2 separate regions of the Pan troglodytes genome follow, and region 1 is linked to region 2. A link is a contact called in public capture Hi-C data. All regions are on one chromosome and are shown on one strand. Each heading gives the region's core, a stretch centred on a gene start, on an enhancer-like site or on the middle of the called end of the contact. The rest is flanking DNA. Distances are from core to core; before and after follow the strand shown. Region 1 holds the start of PARP14 (poly(ADP-ribose) polymerase family member 14). Region 2 holds the start of FAM162A (family with sequence similarity 162 member A).

Evidence for each region. Capture Hi-C pulls out chosen DNA fragments and counts their contacts.
Region 1: a capture Hi-C map of stem cell-derived neural stem cells shows a contact between it and region 2, with 4 times the contacts expected there. The contact joins the promoter of PARP14 here to the promoter of FAM162A in region 2. A contact is called at or near these places in 3 of 7 Hi-C or Micro-C datasets (blood, induced pluripotent stem cells and stem cell-derived neural progenitor cells), 1 of 1 datasets of contacts at active chromatin or transcription factors (stem cell-derived excitatory neurons) and 1 of 1 other capture datasets (stem cell-derived neural stem cells).

What each region holds. Positions count from the first base shown.
Region 1 is chr2:125,946,783-125,949,777 of NHGRI_mPanTro3-v2.0_pri, forward strand. PARP14 (poly(ADP-ribose) polymerase family member 14) reads left to right here and starts at 1,429. Exons shown (of 17, transcript XM_516695.8): 1 at 1,429-2,269. The coding sequence starts at 2,083.
Region 2 is chr2:125,657,647-125,660,597 of NHGRI_mPanTro3-v2.0_pri, forward strand. It overlaps FAM162A (family with sequence similarity 162 member A), which reads left to right and starts at 1,608. Exons shown (of 5, transcript XM_016941747.3): 1 at 1,608-1,941. The coding sequence starts at 1,908. MIX23 (mitochondrial matrix import factor 23) reads right to left here and starts at 911. Exons shown (of 6, transcript XR_010155324.1): 1 at 818-911.

The DNA.
Region 1 (2,995 bases), core at 179-2,678, 290 kb after region 2:
AAGGCAGATACCCACAGGAAACAGAGAATTGTGAGAGGATACGCATTCTTCAAGTGAACAAGGCAAAAATAACTTGCAGAAAACAAAGTACTGCAGGAGCTAATGCCGTTCAACAATTTGCCCCTTCTAGAACTTTCTTTCCTTGGCTTTCAAGACCTGCCATCCTGATCCTCTGATAGCTCCTTCCCAGTCCACCCAGGCATGATAAGCAGACCTCGGGTGGTAAGACACATTGTCGATAATTAAATAAATCCTCAAAAGTAATCCAGAAATGCCTCTGACTTTATTTCTTATACAATAATTATGTGAGGAAAAAGGGAAACTTTTTGCTGAGTTCTGGAACCCCAAACTCAGGGGAGAGTGGGAGAGGAGGAGTGCTGATTTTAGTTGTGGTTTGGGATGAGATGTAAAGGCCCTGGGGAGAAACAGTCACCAAGTCTGGCTGAGGGCGCTTGTCCTCCCGTCTTCCGCATGCGGGGGTCCAGAGCGGTTTTGGATCAGATGATGAGCGCCATCTGCAGGTAGCAAGCTGGAGGCAGGAGAAAATATCTGTGTACTGTTTAGGATTATTACAGAGTCGAAATAAAAGCCAGGTAAACCATTTGGCCCATCTCTGGTTCTCTTCATTCTGAAATTCAGCCCGATCCTGTAACCCCACAACCTACTGCCTGGCTCCTTCTTCCCCTTCACGGTCACATTTCTGCAAAGAGCGTGTTACGCTTTCTGCTTCCACTTCCTTCCCTCCCTTTCAGTCTTCAGTAGCTGCCATCTCCCTCTCCTCCCTCCTCACCAGGAGACTATGCTTGCCGCTCCCCAGCAGTCCAGCAGACACTTCTCTGACCTGAGGTATCGGTAGCACTGGAATGATAATCCCCCCGCCCCCCTCGACTTGCAACACTGCTTTATTTGGGGTCAAGGAAACACACAGCCCCAGCTTCTCTCCCATCACTCGGCCTCCCCTCTTGCAGATGCCACTATTATCCAGCCACTTGCACGGGCCATCCATGGCTGACCATGGAGTCATCCTTGAGCTTCTCCTTCTCTCAAGGCTCACATTCTTCAGCAAGTCCTGCTTTCACTATTAATTGAGAATCCTCGTTTTCTCAGTTCTTCTCTGCCAGCACCCCAGTCTCAGCCACCCTTGTCTCTCACTTAGGACACTATGGTAGCCACTTGGCTGACCTCTCTGCCTCCACTCTAGCCACCACGCAGCAGCCGGAGTGATCCTGTACATGTGAATCACACCGTGGAACCCCACTTCCTAACCCTCCAAGGCTATCCCCTGATATCCTGGGGTTATCAGGTTACATGTCACCGCCCTATAAACCCTCCCTGAGCCGCCACAGCTGGACTAGGAGCCACTCCTCATCTGTTCCAGGAACACAAGTATATTCTTTCCCAGAGCACCTATTGCCCACTGTGTTCACCATAGCTCCGTGAGCTCAGCGAGGGTTCAGTGAGTGAGTGCATGGCGCCTAGTAAATATTCCACAAAAAAACTGTGAGTGTAATTGTTTCCCCCACATTTCTAGACATGTAGTATTAACAGATCAAGGAACAGAAAGCAAAACAGGGAAAGCAACGTAAAATTCTGATAATCACAATGATTGCTGAAAAAGTCCCCAAATAGGCAGCAAACATTCTAAAGGGGCCACAGTTTGTGAGTCATTTTATTCTTTTGTAAAGAGTCGGCTTGCGGCAAAAATTAAATGATCTTTGCGTTTGGGCAAGGTCTGGTGCCCCAAAGCTGCCGACTTGATCTGCGGTTGGGGCGAGCGGCAGGTAGGGGGCCCGGAGTTAGGAGGGGGTGTGGGAGCCCGTGGAGCACAGGTGAACTGAGGCCGCCTTCCCGGGGCGCCGCTGGCCAGCCCCAAAGGGTTACTTTGGCCTTGGCTGTGGGCCGAATGCGAAGGTGGGGAGGTGGGCGGGGGATGACTCTGCCATTCCTGAGTCCGCTGTGTTAGGCTGAAGGCAAAAGGAAACCAAGGCCTGGGAGTTTTCCAGGAAACGAAAGCGAAAGAGTCAAAGTTAGCGGCCCGGAGTTGGCGCGGCCCCTGCAGTCCGGCGGAGAGCGGAGCTGAGGATGGCTGTGCCCGGCTCCTTCCCGCTGCTGGTCGAGGGCTCCTGGGGCCCCGACCCCCCGAAGAACTTGAACACCAAGTTGCAGATGTACTTCCAGAGCCCGAAGAGGTCGGGAGGCGGCGAGTGTGAGGTCCGCCAGGATCCCAGGAGCCCATCCCGCTTCCTGGTGTTCTTCTACCCGGAGGACGGTGAGGGGCGCGAGGGGTGGGGTGAGGAGGGGGCACCTCTGCCCTCCCTCCAGGGAAATGGCGGCAGGGCACGCACGGGAGGGTGACCCGCCCGACTTCGGCGGCTGCTGTAGCGGAGGTGGCCGGGGCGGGGGCGGGGGCGGGGGCGGGGGCGGCAGAATGGATTCCGAGCGCACCCGGGGCGCTGCGGTTCCCCGGCGCCCTGCGCTTCCAGGCGCTTAATGGCGCGGCCCGGAGGTGGCGGCGGAACCGCGCAAGTAACTCTTTATCCCTCGATCGTTTTCTGTCTTTCCCTGTAGTGGTGGTGTTATTGTTTGTTGTTGTTGTGTAAGTGAGTCTATCCTCTTATCATCCTTTTCTGTCTTTTCCTGTTGTTATTATTCTTGTGTGGGGAAGGAAACTGATTAAGAAACGTGGCAAGTCACAGAGATTCCTTGTGGTTCTTGGAGATTCCCAGGGGTCCCGGGGTCACTTGGGAGAGGGGCAGAGGCGCTACCTAAAATCACACTGCCTGAATGTCAACGTAGAGCCGTCACAGCGGCCACATTGGAGGGGCTGTCGATCGACCACAGGTGCCCATTGTCGAGGGCCTGCCGGGGCCTCTTCTCTGAGTCTCTAGTGGCCCTCAGATTGGGAGCAAGGATGATATTCTGAAGTGATTGTGGGTTGGGAGATTTGAGCTTTGGAGGGAAAGTCGGCAAAGTTCCCTCCTTACAGGCCCACCAC
Region 2 (2,951 bases), core at 358-2,857:
GAGGCTGAGGCAGTATTCAAGAATACCACTACCTTCAAACCGTTCAAAGTACAAAGCTTACTACAGATAGGTCAATTTTTCAGTATCTTGGGTTAGTTAATAATGCAATACATATTTAAGATCATGATTTTGGAATTCAACTTTGTAACTAAACAGAAGCACATTTATGACTGAATTGGAACAGATAACTTTAATGGCAACTTGGTCAAAACCAGATCCCTATTCTTGCATTCAGGTGTTAATAATTAGCCCTAGGTCTCTGATATTTGAACATAAAAAGGCAAAACCTTTAAATATTACATCTTCTCTAATGGGCAATGATACTAGAGCAGGTACTATAATTAATCCTCCCTCCAAGCTTCCATACGTCCTGTCCCACAAAAATAGTAAATTGCACCAAGTATTTGTTTTATCAACTAAATAGCTCTTCTGCACCTTCTTCTCTCCCACAGAAACTCTACTTACAAAAGTAGGAGAGGAATGGCAGAAGCTGGAAACTGAGTTCAGGGAACTGCTACAAGATTGTTACAATCCTTATCCACGCATCCCGAGCTTTACCACAGCAGATTACCCAGAGCTTCCCAGTCAAGGCCGGAGAGCCGCGGAGAGAACTATGACCCCCCTCCTCCCTCCTCCTACAGAGCAACCTCGCTCCCTAAGGCCAAACCCGCGCCCCCCATGACCTCCAATGGCTCGAGAAAAGAGCTTTGAATTGCCCGCTTTTTCCAAAGCTGGTTCATACTCCCTCGCAAAGCAGGGAATAGGGTCTGGGGACAAAAGGAGGCACATGCCTGCCACATGAGGAAAACCCCATCACCTGGAACTCGGCGAACTCCTCACAGTTCACACCGCCACTGGGCGCCGCCATATTGGACAAACACGAGGACCCCGCTGCAGGCCAATCACCGCGGAGCAAAGGTGACCGCGGAGCCGCCTGACAAAAAATATAGTACGAGGGGAATCCTTAGGAAAGCTGAGTGCAAGGCTTGAGTTCAACGTGGTCCGCATCCACCTCGGAACCTGTCACCCTGCTGTCCCAACCCTTTTAACATGTCCTCCTGGAACTGGGCCAGATACATGGATCAGATTGTCAGACCTTGAAGGGACTGTTTACTCCAATCCCATCTTTTCACAAAAGGGAAACAATTTCCTTGTGGTTCCCCTACCAGGTCGTTGAAGGAAATCTAGGCAAGTGAGGCCTTTCTAATACCTCTCACTCCAGTGCCTAACCTCCTCCCCGGACCCTGGAGCAGAGGGGTCTTTGTTAAGAATTTGGGACCACTATGAAACGTCAAGAAAAAACGGCATTTCTGGCAGTGTGGGTGGGTATGAGTAAAGTGTTTAGGATGGAGATGATCAAATGTTTTTAGAAAATAGGTAAATAGAAAACAAATTGAAAACATACATGTTAATTTCTCAGATTAGCCTGAGGGATGCTCCAACAAGAGATAGGGCCACTGAGCAGAGTCCAATTATGTGTTTTCTGATAAAAGCATATGTTCATTGAAAACACTGGAAGAGCGGCATACTGGAATACTGGTTTATCTGGTGTATTTCGGGAGTTTACAGATCACGAAAGTTGCACATTTCCTTTCTATTTCACACAGGTACTCCCATGGGTACATATCCGCTAGGGCAAGGGCCCACGGCGCCACACTCCACAGGACCATCTCCGAGGCTGGCTCAGGATGCGGCGCCAGGGGCACTAGGCTGGCGCCGCGGGTCTCCAGCGCGTGGCGCACGTCCTGCACGCCCCGCACTGGCGCAGGCCTGTACACCGCGTCGCGCACGCCCCGCCCCCCGGCGCCGCCTGCGTCCTTCCCACTCCAACGCTGGGTGACATTGAGCTCACCAGCGCCACCGTCCCCGGCGAAGTTCTGCGCTGGTCGGCGGAGTAGCAAGTGGCCATGGGGAGCCTCAGCGGTCTGCGCCTGGCAGCAGGTGAGACGCCAGTCGGGATATGGGAGGTAGGGGAGCTGGCCCGGCCGCTGCGGGTGGGGGAATCCTGAAGCCTTCCTGGGCCCCGGAGTGGCTCCATTCCATGACGCACTTTCTCGGTTCCTCGGAATCCTACCTACTTAGTAGCCATGCGGGAGGGAACTAGGTGAGCAGCTGCTGATAGGCATTGGAGACTGCCCGTGAATTACCCTCATCTCCATCCACCCAGCTCCCACCAACTTAACTGCCCACGCGCCTACCCTTCTCCCCACCCCCGTCCTCAGCCTCCCCTGAGCTCAGTCTGTAAAGCACCTACTATCCCTAGACCTCCCCTTTACCCATGCATTCAGCTTTCCACCCTAACCTCCCTTATCTATTGCTCTCCTTGAGTCTTCCCTCTTCCCCCTGCTCCTTCCTCTCTGGAGTTTATCCCAGAAAACCTCCAGTCTGAAGTTTCCCCACTCATTAAATGTCTGATTAGGCCAAGGATTTAGGTCTTAGAGATTAATAATAATTGTTTTCTTAAAATGGAGGATACATTACTTTTAAACACTTATACAATTAATTGATTCGAATTTCTTGGAGGAAGTGTGTAATTGAAGGATCTGCAGTTTGTTTTGGTGGTAGACATTTGTGTGATGACTATTTTGGACTTAGGTAATGAAAGCTTAATTCTTTTTTTTTTGGGGAGAACCAGCAGAGCCTTGGCATAGTAGGGGTTGAGAAATCAGAGGGCTTGCATTTTGACTCTTTTCTGGGTACCAGAGATCTTTTGTTCAGTGGCACACACTACATTATTAAAAAGTTGTTAATTAAATTTTTAAAGGAAAAATAGCCCCAAACTTGGCTATTCAAATAATATAAATATATATTGTAAATGTAAATGAAGTAATGCAAAAAAAAAGAGTGAATGTTGCATAGTTTCACAAGTTTGATACGTAACCTTCCCCACCTCAAGATTATCCTTTACACAGCTTATCTGGTGTTCCGGTGGAGAATGGACTGGAAAACAT